Linked DNA regions of Mus musculus: regions 2 and 3 are each linked to region 1. The links are chromatin contacts, called in public Hi-C and promoter capture Hi-C maps. All regions are on one chromosome and are shown on one strand. The core of a region is the stretch at or near the end of the contact, and the rest is flanking DNA. Distances in the headings are between cores, read along the strand shown. Region 1 holds the start of Ugt2b36 (UDP glucuronosyltransferase 2 family, polypeptide B36). Region 2 holds the start of Ugt2b34 (UDP glucuronosyltransferase 2 family, polypeptide B34). Region 3 holds the start of Ugt2b1 (UDP glucuronosyltransferase 2 family, polypeptide B1).

What was found. Promoter capture Hi-C pulls out the DNA fragments that hold promoters and counts their contacts. A called contact is a pair of places that touch in the nucleus more often than the background predicts.
Region 2: a promoter capture Hi-C map of liver shows a contact between it and region 1. The contact joins the promoter of Ugt2b34 here to the promoter of Ugt2b36 in region 1. A contact is called at or near these places in 7 of 39 promoter capture datasets (cranial neural crest, embryonic stem cells, liver and 1 more), 4 of 484 Hi-C or Micro-C datasets (the AML12 cell line, the C10 cell line and liver), 2 of 115 datasets of contacts at active chromatin or transcription factors (hepatocytes and intestinal villus epithelium) and 3 of 9 other capture datasets (adipose tissue, liver and pancreatic islet).
Region 3: a Hi-C map of liver shows a contact between it and region 1, with 2.4 times the contacts expected there. The contact joins the promoter of Ugt2b1 here to the promoter of Ugt2b36 in region 1. A contact is called at or near these places in 3 of 39 promoter capture datasets (cranial neural crest, embryonic stem cells and liver), 3 of 484 Hi-C or Micro-C datasets (all in liver) and 3 of 9 other capture datasets (adipose tissue, liver and pancreatic islet).

What each region holds. Positions count from the first base shown.
Region 1 is chr5:87,090,573-87,094,854 of GRCm38.p6, forward strand. It overlaps Ugt2b36 (UDP glucuronosyltransferase 2 family, polypeptide B36), which reads right to left and starts at 1,983. Exons shown (of 6, transcript NM_001029867.1): 1 at 1,229-1,983; 2 at 266-414. The coding sequence starts at 1,952.
Region 2 is chr5:86,904,724-86,909,005 of GRCm38.p6, forward strand. Ugt2b34 (UDP glucuronosyltransferase 2 family, polypeptide B34) reads right to left here and starts at 2,214. Exons shown (of 6, transcript NM_153598.2): 1 at 1,468-2,214. The coding sequence starts at 2,197.
Region 3 is chr5:86,924,183-86,928,464 of GRCm38.p6, forward strand. It overlaps Ugt2b1 (UDP glucuronosyltransferase 2 family, polypeptide B1), which reads right to left and starts at 2,321. Exons shown (of 6, transcript NM_152811.1): 1 at 1,593-2,321; 2 at 366-514. The coding sequence starts at 2,316.

The DNA.
Region 1 (4,282 bases), core at 733-3,232:
GGGACTCAAACTCATGTCCTCATTGTTTAGTAAGGACTTTAACCAATGGTTAATCACTATAGTCCTCTGTATGACTTAAATTAACTCACTGATTTCCCAATTCTATCATGTCCTTTCCTGAGTTTATTGACTTCCTACTTAGCAGGACTCTTAATTCCACTTCCCATACATCTCTATTATTGGGAGAAAAGGGTAACGACAGATAGAGAATCACTTTCACAAGGAATGAAATGAAATGAAAAAGAGATATAAAGAATATATTTACCTTAGGCAATGGTTTAGCAGGTTTGCAATGGACTCCTCCAACATAGTAAACATTTGGTAAGGTTGGGTGAGGAAACTCCAAATCCCAATAGGATCTAATGAGCCACATTTCTGCTTTGCCCATTGTCTCAATTAAGGTGGTTGGCCTTCCTAGACAGAGAAAAGAGCAAATGAGACAGAGAAAAGTTGACAAGAATGTCTTCTGAGTATGAATTATAGTCCCTTAAAAATGTTGGAAAAATTGTGTTTGATATAGAAAATATGCTTTTTATATGTAATATAATTTGCATCAGTAATTGACTTGTGGCTCATACAAGATATGTAAATGTAAGTTTGGATTTGTTTTTAAAGGACTTAACTTATGTTTCCTCATTAATTTAATTATTTCCTCATAAATAGTTAATGAAAAATCCACTGTGTAAAAGTACACAGTTTACTCCTCTCTAAATCTTCAAATGACACTGTGTAAACATAAATTTATAATCTAGGTACAAATGTCACAACATGCTTTGTACCTTGCCCATGATTCTCATGGTCATGGTAGTTTGTAGCTAATCTTTATTCTTTTGCCTACAGAAATGTGAAATTTATGAATGGCTGGATTTCTGGTTAGTGCTTCATACCTTGTTTCTTACTAACACATTTAATGTACTTATTCTATAAAACAATCACAATATTTTCAAAAATTATGAGGCTAGGTATTTTTAGACAGTCATAAGTATGGTATATTTTTAAAGACTGTCTAACTGCATGTCTTTGTAACCTTATAGGTAACCAGAATGTCTTATATCAGGATTGCTACCTTCTATTTGATCAATTATACGAGCTTTTACAGAGAGTTTGATAGCTAATATAATTACATTTGACGACCTGTAAAAGTCTTCACTTTGCACTTAATGGAAATGCATCCTAACATGCATGTGAAACTTAGAACATTAAGCCTGTGAAGAGAAGCATAACTTACCCAAAGTTTCGCTGTAAAACTGATCCCATTTCTTCTCCCTAAATGTCTGGAACCAAAAGTCAAAATAAAGCATACATATCATATTCTTTACCCTCTCTTTGAATGTCATTTGACCACTTAATCCTGACAAAATTACAGGTACATAAGAGGGAGGGAGAGGGAGTCCTCCACTGTATTTTTCAAGATAGTAGCCAGGAGAGAAGCGAAGACTATATAGAAAAGGAATTTGGAGCAGTTCAGCTATGAGCTCCCCACAGGGACCAATAGCATCTGACAAAATGACATCAAACTTGGATTCCTGGAGTTTTGCCATGAGCTGTTTGTTTGAAACTGTGTCTTTGCAAAGAGTTAAACAGTAATCAGAATATTCATCAAATATATTTTGTAATAAAGGAGAATATGATAAACATGTATCTCTTGGAACCTCATAAGTCCATCTTTCCACAGCCTTTGCAAAAATAATTTCCATGACATCATTACTGAAAGATGTAGGAAAAGTTTCAAACTTAAGGCCAGGCGATTTTTTGGGATCAAGAAAAATGGAAGTTGAAGGTCTCAAAACAGTGACTTCATGGCCCTTCTGTTTAAGTTCATCCAGTATTATCTTTATATTCATCCAGTGACTGTAGTCCACCGGCCATACCAACACCTTCCCACACTTTGCAGATCTGAAGCAGCAACTTATCTGCAGCAGCAGCAGAGCAGAAATCCACTTCCAAAGCATTCTGAAAATCAATGTTCTTCTCTTCAGAGTGTAATCCATCTGTCACTGCTTGACCTTTTATCTAAGAAGCATTTGCCAAGAAGTTAAAATATAACTGGAATTGCTCAAAGCTGATAAGGAAATGAACATTACTGTGTTGGTGGAAAATCATGAATTTATCTGCCCCTTTGAATACCCCAGAGTCTGAAGGCCTCCCAGGAGATCTCCTGTATCCAGGGCAACAGATAAGGGACCCTCCCAAATAATTGCAGCAGTTGGGGACACTGAGGAGCCCAGCAGACTCAGAACACATCACCTCCACTCAAACTCCACCTGCCCCCTAGCCTGAGCCTTCCACCATGACAAATCATCAGCTTGTCTGCTACTGTGAAGTCCCCACAGTCTGAAGGCCTCCCAGGAGATCTGCTACACCTATGGCAACAGATTCCACAGGCTGAAGTCCTCCCAGGATACCTGTTACAGTCAGAGTCACAGGTCTCCCAGGAGATGTGTAGCAACCCATGGACAGATGAGACAGACTACAGACAGAGAAACCTAACCCAGTTAACACCAGAGATAACCAGATGGTGATATGCAAGCACAAGACCACAAGCAACAAAAGCTAACATACTTTGGCAGCATTAGAACCCAGTTCTGCCATCACAGCAAGACCTGGATATCCCAACACACCTGAAAACTAGGATGCTGACCTAAAATCCTATCTCATGAACATAATCGAGTCCTTCAAGGAGGATATAAATACCCCCCTAAAAAAACAAAAAACAAAACAAAAAACAAAACAAAACAAAACAGGAAAACACAGGTAAATAGGTAGAAGCACTTAAAAAGGAAACAAATAAATACCATATTGACGCTGACATCTAAACCACACAAAGACACAACAAAGAAAGAAAACTTCCAACCAATTTTCCTTATTAATATCAATGCAAAAATGCCCAATAAAATTTTAGCAAACTGAACCAAGGAATGTATCAAAACCATCATTCACAGTGATCAAGTAGACTTCATCTCATGGATGCAATGTTGGTTCAATATATGCAAATATTTTAATGTAACCCACTATATAGGTAAACTCAAAGAAAAAAAATCACATGATCATCTCATTAGATGCTAAAAACGCCTTTGACAAAATACAACACTCCTTCATGTTAAAGTATTGGAAAGATAAGGAATTCAAGGTCCATACCTAAACATAATAAAAGTAATATACAGCAAACAACAGGCAATATCAAATTAAAAGTGGAGAGATACTTAAAGCAATCCCACTATAATCATGGACAAGACAAGGCTCTTCCTAACTCTAGCTAAGAGATCAAGGAGGTACAATTTGAAAAAGAAGAAGGTAACGTATCATTATTTGTAGATGATATTATAGTATGCATAAGTGACTCCAAAAATTCTACCAGGGAAACTCTAAATCTGAAAACTTAAGCTAAGTGGCTGGATTTAAAATGAACTCAAACAAATCAGTATCCTTTCATTTCTACAAATGATAAATGGAGTGGAGAAAGAAAATAAAAAAAAATGACACACTTCACAATAGTCAGAAATATATAATATTTTGGGGTAACTCTAACCAAATAAGTGAGAGACCTGTATAACCTGTATAACCAGAACTTCAAGTCTCTCAAAAAAGAAATTAAAGACCTCAGAAAATGTAAAGATCTCCCATGCTCATGAACTGGTAGGATTAACATAGTTAAAAAGGCCATCTTACCAAAAGCAATCTACAGATTCAATGCAATCTCCATCAGAATTCCAATAAATTCTTCAAAGAAAAGGAAAGAGCAATTCTTAAATTGATAAGGGAAACAAAATCCAGGATAGGGAAAACCATTTTTAAACATAAAAAACTGGGAGAATCAGTATCTCTGAACTCAAGGTGTACTACAGAGCAATAGTGATTAAAAACTGCATGGTATTGATACACAGACAAACAAACTGATCAATGGAATAGAATTGAGACACAGAAATAAAACCACACACTTATTGACACTTGACCTTTGACAAAGAAGCCAAAAAATATACAAGGGAAAAAAGAAAGCATCTTCAATGAATGATGCTGGTCTAACCAGCAGTAGGTGTACCAAAGAGTACACATGGTGGGACTCATGACTCCAGTTCCATATGTAACAGAGGATGGCCTAGTCAGACATCAATGAGAAGAAAGACCATTGGTCCTGTGAAGTCTCTATGCCCCATTGTAGGGGAATGCCAGGGCCAGGATTAGGAGTGGGTGGGTTGGTGAGCAGAGAGAGGGGAAGGGAATAGGGGTTTTCAGAGGGGAAACCAGGAAAGTGGACAACATTTGAAATGTAAATAAAGTAAAT
Region 2 (4,282 bases), core at 964-3,463, 190 kb before region 1:
TGTAACCTTGTTAATTTATGATCAATAAGTATCAAGATATGTTCTTGAAATACAGTCAAATACCATTATTTAGGAATCGTAACTTAGGGAAACACTTTTCCCTTTAACTCTAGATGTAGTTTGTTCTATGTAGCAGCTAGAACCTTGATGTGTGCTCCTATAAATGAACTGAGAATTTTGTGCTGTCTGGTTTTGAGACAGTTGGATGCAGCCTAGAGTGGTTCCTCAGTGACTAATGAAGCTACAGTGGACCCTGAATGCTAGATCCTCTTCCTCCTCACCTCAACTGCAGAGATGGAAGGTGTGTGCACCCCAGCCCAGTGCAAACATTTAAGGGGATTCTGTTTCAGCATTTCATTGAGACAGTGTCTTACTATATTACCCTGGTTTCCCTCAGAGAGAAATTTTTATTATGCCTGAGTTCTTTGATTTTGCTCTTGATTCATGACTGATTGTTTAATAATTTGGTATGTATAGATGTGTTTACAGATAATATGGATACATGCCTTAAAATATGGAGAGAGACATGTATGTTCAGTAAAACACTAAGTAATACCCAATATGTCTACATTTCAAGATTCTATGTTTGAAACACAATTTCAACTGACTCCAATAAATCAATTAGATTCCCCCATGTTTTGCATTCACATATTTCCTCTGTATAGAGCAGAGATAGAATATTCACAGCTGTGCAGAAGTTTAGTAGGTTAAAGGGGAAGATCTTTTAAATCATAAATAAAAAAATAATTTATATAAAAAGTCCTCCTTTGATTGTAAATAGAAAGATGATAGATAGATATTTACCTATGCTAGAAGTATGTATAATCCTCAGTGTATTTTATAAGTCATGAAGACTTTGCCTTTGTTTAAAGCATATGTTTTAGAGGCTGGTGTAACACATTAGAAGGTAAAGGTATTCCATGCAAGCTAAAGACTTGAGTTCAATCTCTATACAAGCGTAAACACCTAAATTGATCCCAAGAACATACATAGAGGTAGAAATAAGAACTCTTCAAAGTTTAATCTGGCCTCTACATAAGCAACCCAGAGCACAATCCCCCTTTCCCATGACACAAGTGTGCATGTTCATACACATGATAATAATAGCAATGAATATAATAAAGTGGCAAAGATATTAATGACAATGAAGGCACCAGTCAGGTAAAAGTGTTGCTTTAAAACACGAGGAAAAATGTCTTGGGCCTATGTAATTTCTTAGAGAAATAATCATAGTTTTGTTATGTGAGTGTGTGCTGACAATTCATAGACAAGGTTTTGCAACTGACACTGGAATACAAAGTTCTTTACAATGCTTGAATTTGACAGCTAATTTTCTAGTTTTCCCATCATTTTATTTAGGAGAGACAAATCATTCCCCTGTCAGACCTGTTCTTAGACATTCACATTCAATGACACAGCAAATTGAGAATCCAGCAATCCCACCAGGGCACTGAACAGGGCACTTACCTAATACTTCAGTATAAAGCTGATTCCAGTTCTTCTCATTAAATGTTTGGAACCAAAAGTCAAAACACAGCATATAGATGACATTTCTCACCCTCTCCATGAAAGTCATCCTGTCACTCAATTCTGACATAACAACAGGCACATAGGAAGGAGGCAGTGGGAGTCCCCCACTGTACTTCTCATAAGTGGAGCCAGGAAAGAAGCGGAGACTGTACACAAGGGGGATCTTGAGAACCTCAGCCAGCAGATCACCGCAGGGTATGAAGGGATCTGCCAGGATCACATCAAACCTTGATTTTTGTAGCTTTGTCATGAGTTCTTTGTTAAAAACTACATCTTTACAGAGACTTTCAAAATATTTTGAATCTACCCAAACCATTTCTTGCAACATTAAGAAGTATCCCCAAAATGACTGCTTTGGCAGCTCATAAATATATTTCTTGAGTGATTCCCAGAAAATTTCCTCTAACTCAGATAAGGAGTATGATGTAGGATAAGTCTCGAATTCAATAGCAGATGTGTTGTCAACCTCATAAGATAAGGATGCTGAAGGTCTCAGAACCATCACTTCATGACCCTTCTTCAGAAGCTCGTCTAGGATTGTCTTCAAGTTGAGCCAATGGCTGAACTCCATTGGCCACACCAGCACCTTCCCACCAGTCCCAGATCCAAAGAAGCCACTCAGCTGGAGCAGGAGCAGGAGCAGGGCTGCTGTCATTTTCACAGGCATCTTGGTTAACTTCAGGCCTGCCTTCCAAAGGATGATTGCTCAGCTCTTACAGATATAGAAAGAGCAGTAATCAGTCAGTTAAAGTGTAACTTGTACACACCAAAGCAAATAGAAATGGGAGTCACAGCCTCTGGAGGGCAAATGCCAAAACCTGGATGCAGATGTGAAAGTGGGAAATGACTCTGGATTCTCAGTGATCTTGAATGTATACTGTATTTGGAGAACAGTGAAAAGTAAGATCTCTCTTTCTCCCTTCCTTTCACTCTCTCTTTCTCCTAATGGAGCTTCTTTGATAAAGAATCTGAAGTAAAGGCAAACTGTCCAGTCACATTTTTATAAATACCATAGGTCAGTGTTTTGTCATATGAATATTGGCAACACTGACCAGTTACCATACTACTTAGTGATTTTAAGTATATGGCTCAGAGGTCTATAGTGTAATCTCAGAATTAAACACACTGCACTTACGTTTAGAGCATATTATAATCTAGATGGAAGCCCCATTCTTTTAGTCTTCCCATTAGCTCCATCTCTACCCCATCAAGAACCTGCTTACTTGTAACTAGTCAGCCTAGCAAAAGTGAAGAGATAAGGAGACATTTGTGTTTTCCTCTTTGACTCTCAGACTATTGAAAGACTTTCCCCAGTAACTTTCTGCTAGGAGAAGAAATGTTTGATCTCTGGGGACACCCAGAGGAGGAATTTGTATCCAGGAGGGCAATTTACAAGTTAGGGCAGGCTAACATTTCTGGTGACTAGGAGCTAAGTTAATGGTGGGCAAGGTCCCATGCCATTCCTGGAAAGCTTAGCTATGCAGATGCCTTGTAAGAATCCCAAAGATGGAATTAAGGGTGACTGGCTCCTTTTGTCTCTCTTCCTAAAGTGATCACACTGAATATATTCTGCATTTCACTATTAATTTGGCTCTTTTATGGATTTATTGAGCTAGGTTTGTTTGTAAGTGACAGCTTACACTCCCCTATATTGTTTTTCCTGCAGTGACCATGCCTTAGTCATCTTTATATAGAACAAAGTAATACTTAGTAAATGGTTTTTGAATGAATCCAAAAATCTAGTTCTCTAATTCTGCTTACAAGTAGCATAAAATTCTAAATGTAAAAACGGGACTGTCCTCTGATATCATAGCTATTTTAGACAGAACTTGATAGTTCCATACTAGAAATGGGAAGAGTGTCTCAAGGCATAGTGTGATTTTTAAATATTGAGGACAGTGGTTATTTTAAAATTTCTTTTTAATTAAGAAAACCCAGGATTTTCTTTTCCATGTTTTGAACCTGATGGCTGTATAACATTAAAAAACAGTTCAATGTTAACTAAGTTATATAAAAACAATTTTCTTTGACAGAGAAGCTTCAGTATTTAAATGAACAATAATAAATAACCAAATAACATAGATCAGCTTATTCAGCTGCTTCAATGTATATTTTACATTCAACCTCTCAACACTAGGTCTATGAAGTATAATCTTCTTTAAAAGGACTATAACATTCACTAGAAAAATGTGTGATTCTTATTGTCCAAATGGTCACTGGGTAGATTCTGAAGTACTTGGCTCTTAGGAATTATCCCTTCTTTTGATTCAGAAGAGAAGCTGATGCCTGCTACCAATGTTGTGTCATAAATTTGTGCCAGACAGGATATACAATGTAGACGAGACCCTATTGCTATTTTCTAATACATGAACATTGTATGAAATAGACTCTTAATGACTTATACCCAAACATTAAAGCATCTCCCAACTGTCATCAGAGAACATTTTTGCAGTGGATAGTTATTGGCATAGAAACCCATAAATGTCCAAGGTGCAGAGCATAAGAAACACTAAGCCATAAATGGGACATGTATATCACATGGTATCCTTCCAAGCCTCGGGTCATTTCTTTAGAAAGCGTGTAAGAGACAGAGGTGGTGGATAACTACAAGCAAGCTCTTTCTTTCATATTCTACAGTCTCTGTTGAGGATTTGTCTTTTGCTATGTATGTAATGCTATATACTAGCATCCCAAGGTTGCCCCCAGACATGAGAGAATCGGCACGTAGGCCCATATAACCATGTAACCTTGT
Region 3 (4,282 bases), core at 1,071-3,570, 170 kb before region 1:
TCTTCATCACTATAATGTTTCCAAGTAGAATACAATTTCTATTTAGTGAAGATATTGATTCTTTATTTCTTTAGCTGTTCAACACGTCTCTGGCATTTACTATATGTTCTTGAAGAGAGCATAAATTCTCTTTTATGAGTTACCTAAACACCTTTAAATCACTGACCACATTCTAAAGTGGTATAATACTTTGCTTAAGAGTAAGAAGATTCAGAGATGTAAGGAAATAATGTATATCTTAATTGTCAGAGAGTTCTAATCCACTTGATATATGTTTCATAAAACCAAACATCTGGAAATAGTGGTTAAGAATTGTTTCCATGAAAAGGAAAAACAGTTTACCAAGGGAAACAATGTAGAGTTACCTTAGGCAGTGGTTTGGCTGGTTTACAATGGAGTCCTCCAACAAAGTCAAAATTAGGCAAGAAAGGGTGAGGAAATTTCAAGTCCCAGAAGGTTCGAACGAGCCATATGTCTGCCTTCCCCATCATCTCAGTTAATGTTGTAGGTCTCCCTGCACCCCAAAACCAAAAACAAATACACTATGGTGAAAGGAGTTTGTCTGGAATAAAGCATGTGATTTCTGCAATGAGTTGAGGTCATGTAGACAAGCAATTTAAAATGTTCCAGTTATGATTTATGATATAATTGTATTAACATAAATATTGTGTGAAAATTACATTGATTTCCAACGTTGCACCAATAAATTTGAAATTTTGCTCTTGCAAAGGTGCTTGAAAATGCTTAGAAACACAGCTTTTGTAGAATATTTAGTCTATTTTACACATTTTAGTAGCTATGCTTTTGGTTTCTGATTCTTGAAATGCAATGTGATAATTGGTAAGGAATGACTAATTTTCTTTTATCCCTGCTGTACTATGTCCGTTACAGGAGACTAGTATCACTAACTTAGTTGTATATCTCAAAGTTATAGCTGGGTATTTGTATAAGCAGTTAATATTTAAACTGTTTCTCCTAATAAATTAGGTAATATTTTATTTAATGAAAAGGTATTTTGAAAATAATAAAAACCTATGCATTTCTATCAAGATTTAAGGCTTTAAGATTAAGTTTTATAGATATGATCCAACTCAAATTCTAAGAAAATCAAGTTGCCTTGACTGTTTCTGGTTCTAGTGGTACAATTTAATTGTGAATAAGCTTTCAGGACATTCTTGATAAATGTTTTAATTTCTAAGTGAGTAAATGTCTTAAGGAAATGTGTTTTCTTCAGTGCTACACAAATAGTTGTGGTAATGAATTATGACTCTGTAGTGTTCTCATTTACAGATATTAAAGCACTCAATGAAACCTGGAGTTTCTTATACTTAGACAATGTAGAGCAGATCAAATGATCACCAAGAGAAATCTTCCTTGTCTAATTTTGCATGGTTAGTAATTTCTGAAGTGTTCTGTATAATTACTCTGCAGTATTTTGCCTTGCTAAGAGCCTATTTGATTCTCTTCTATTTTTACTCTATCAGCTCACAATTAAGAATCTCATTCTATGCCTTTATATTCACCTATACACATTCTCATTCAAAAAAACATCAAGTCAGGATTTCACAGTAACAATGAAAGGCACAGTTTACCTAGAACATCACTGTAAAACTGATTCCAGGATTTCTCGTTAAATGTTTGAAACCAAAAGTCAAAAAGCAACACCTGCAACATATTCTTCACCCTTTCTGCAAATGTCATGTGGTCACTTAGTTCTGACAGAACCACAGGCACATAGGAAGGGGGGAGTGGAAGGCCCCCACTGTACTTTTCACATTTGTATCCAGGACAGAAGCGGAGACTGTATACTAAAGGTGTCTTAAGCAGTTCTGATAGCAGCTCACCACAGGGAACCAAGGCATCTGCTAGAACGACATCAAACTTAGATCCTTGGAGTTTTTTCATGAGGCTCTTGTTCCAAACTACTGCTTTGCAGAAACTTTCAATCATGTCTGAATATTCACTGGAGATTTTTTGCAGTTTTGAATAAGATGTCCAAAATGGAAGTTTTTTTAATTCGTATGTCCAGTTTCCTACCCATTTTTCAAAAGCATATTCAAGATCATCTTTACTCAAAGGTGCAGAATAAATTTCAAAATTAATAGAAGATTCATTGCTCGGCCCAATGAGGATGGAAGCAGAAGATATGAGAACGGTGACGTCATGACCTCTCTGGACAAGTTCATCCAGGATTATTTTCATATTTATCCAATGGCTGTATTCTGTAGGCCACACCAGCACTTTCCCACAGGCTCCAGGTCTAATATAGCATATGAACTGTATCAACAGAAAAACTGAAGCCTGTTTCATAGACATCTTGCTGAAAGAGAATGTTTTTGATATTTGTCATTCTTCACAGTTTTTTTCTGCTTTTATGTAAGTTCTGTCAATCAAGAAGTTAACATATAACTTCTAACCACATCACTGACTAGATGAGTCTGATGGTGTAACATTCTAAGTAAATACACACATGGAACATGAGCTCAAGGTTCACGAAGTTTGTCTTTTTTGTCCCTGATAGTATTGAGCTACAATTGATTCACTTCTTTTTCTTTTCTTTTTCAATATTATTTTCCCATTCAAAGGTGGAACGAAGTATCAACACTTTGGTATTCCTTCTTCTTGAGTTGCATGGGTTTTGCAAATTGTATCTTGGGTATTCTTAGTTTCTGGGTTAATATTCACTCACCAGTGAGTACATATCATGTTAAGTTCTTTTGTGGTTGGGTTACGTCACTCAGGATGATACCTTCCAGATCCATCCATTTACCTAAATTTCATAAATTCATTGTTTTTAATAGCTGAGTAGTACTCCATTGTGTAAATGTACCACATTTTCTGTATCCATTCCTCTGTTGAGGGACATCTGGGTTGTTTCCAGTTTCTGGCTATTATTAATAAGGCTGCTATGAATATAGTGGAGCATGTTCCTTATTACCAGTTGGAAAATCTTCTGGATATATGCCCAGGAGAGGTATTGCAGGATCTTCCAGTAGTACTATGTCCAATTTTCTAAGGAATCGCCAGACTGATTTCCAGAGTGGTTGTACAAGCTTGCAACCCCACCAGCAATTGAGGAGTGTTCCTCTTTCTCCACATCCTCGCCAGCATCTGTGTACCTTATAGCCTAATGAATTTTTGATCTTAGCCATTCTGACTGGGGTGAGGTGGAATCTCAGGGTTGTTTTGATTTGCATTTCCCTGATGATTAAGGATGTTGAACATTTTTCAGGTGCTTCTCAGCCATTCGGTATTCCTTAGCTGGGAATTCTTTGTTTAGTTCTGAGCCCCATTTTTTTAATGGGGTTATTTGATTTTCTGGAGTTTATCTTCTTGAGTTCTTTATATATATTGAATATTAGTCCCCTACCTGATTTAGGATTGGTAAAGATCCTTTCCCAATCTGTTGGTGGCCTTTTTGTCTTATTGACAGTGTCCTTTGCCTTACAAAAGCTTTGCAATTTTATGAGGTCCCATTTGTTCATTCTCGATCTTACAGCACAAGCCATTGCTGTTCTATTCAGGAATTTTTCCCCTGTGCCCATATCTTCGCAGTTTTTCCTCACTTTCTCCTCTATATGTTTCAGTGTCTCTGGTTTTATGTGAAGTTCCTTGATCCACTTAGACTTGACCTTAGTACAAGAAGATAAGAATGGATCAATTCCATTCTTCTACATGATAACCGCCAGTTGTGCCCGCACCGTTTGTTGAAAATGCTGTCTTTTTTCCACTGGATGGTTTTAGCTCCCTTGTCAAAGATCAAGTGACCATAGGTGTGTGGGTTCATTTCTGAGTCTTCAATTTTATTCTATTGGTCTACCTGTCTGTCGCTATACCAGTATCATGCAGTGTTTTTTTTTTTGTTTGTTTGTTTTGTTTTGTTTTGTTTTATCACAATTGTTCTGTAGTACAGCTTTACGTCAGGCATGGTGATTCCACCAGAGGTTCTTTTATCCTTGAGAAGAGTTTTATGCTATCCTAGTTTTTTTTTTGTTATTCCAGATGAATTTTCAAATTGCCCTTTCTAACTCGTTGAAGAATTGAGTTGGCATTTTGATGGCATTGCATTGAACCTGTAGATTGCTTTTGGCAAGATAGCCATTTTACTATATTGATCCTGTCAATCCATGAGCATGGGAGATCTTTCCATATTCTGAGATCTTCTTTGATTTCTTTCTTCAGAGACTCGAAGTTCTTATCATACAGATCTTTTACTTCCTTAGTTAGAGTCAAGCTAAGGTATTTTATATTATTTGTGACTATTGTGAAGGGTGTTATTTCC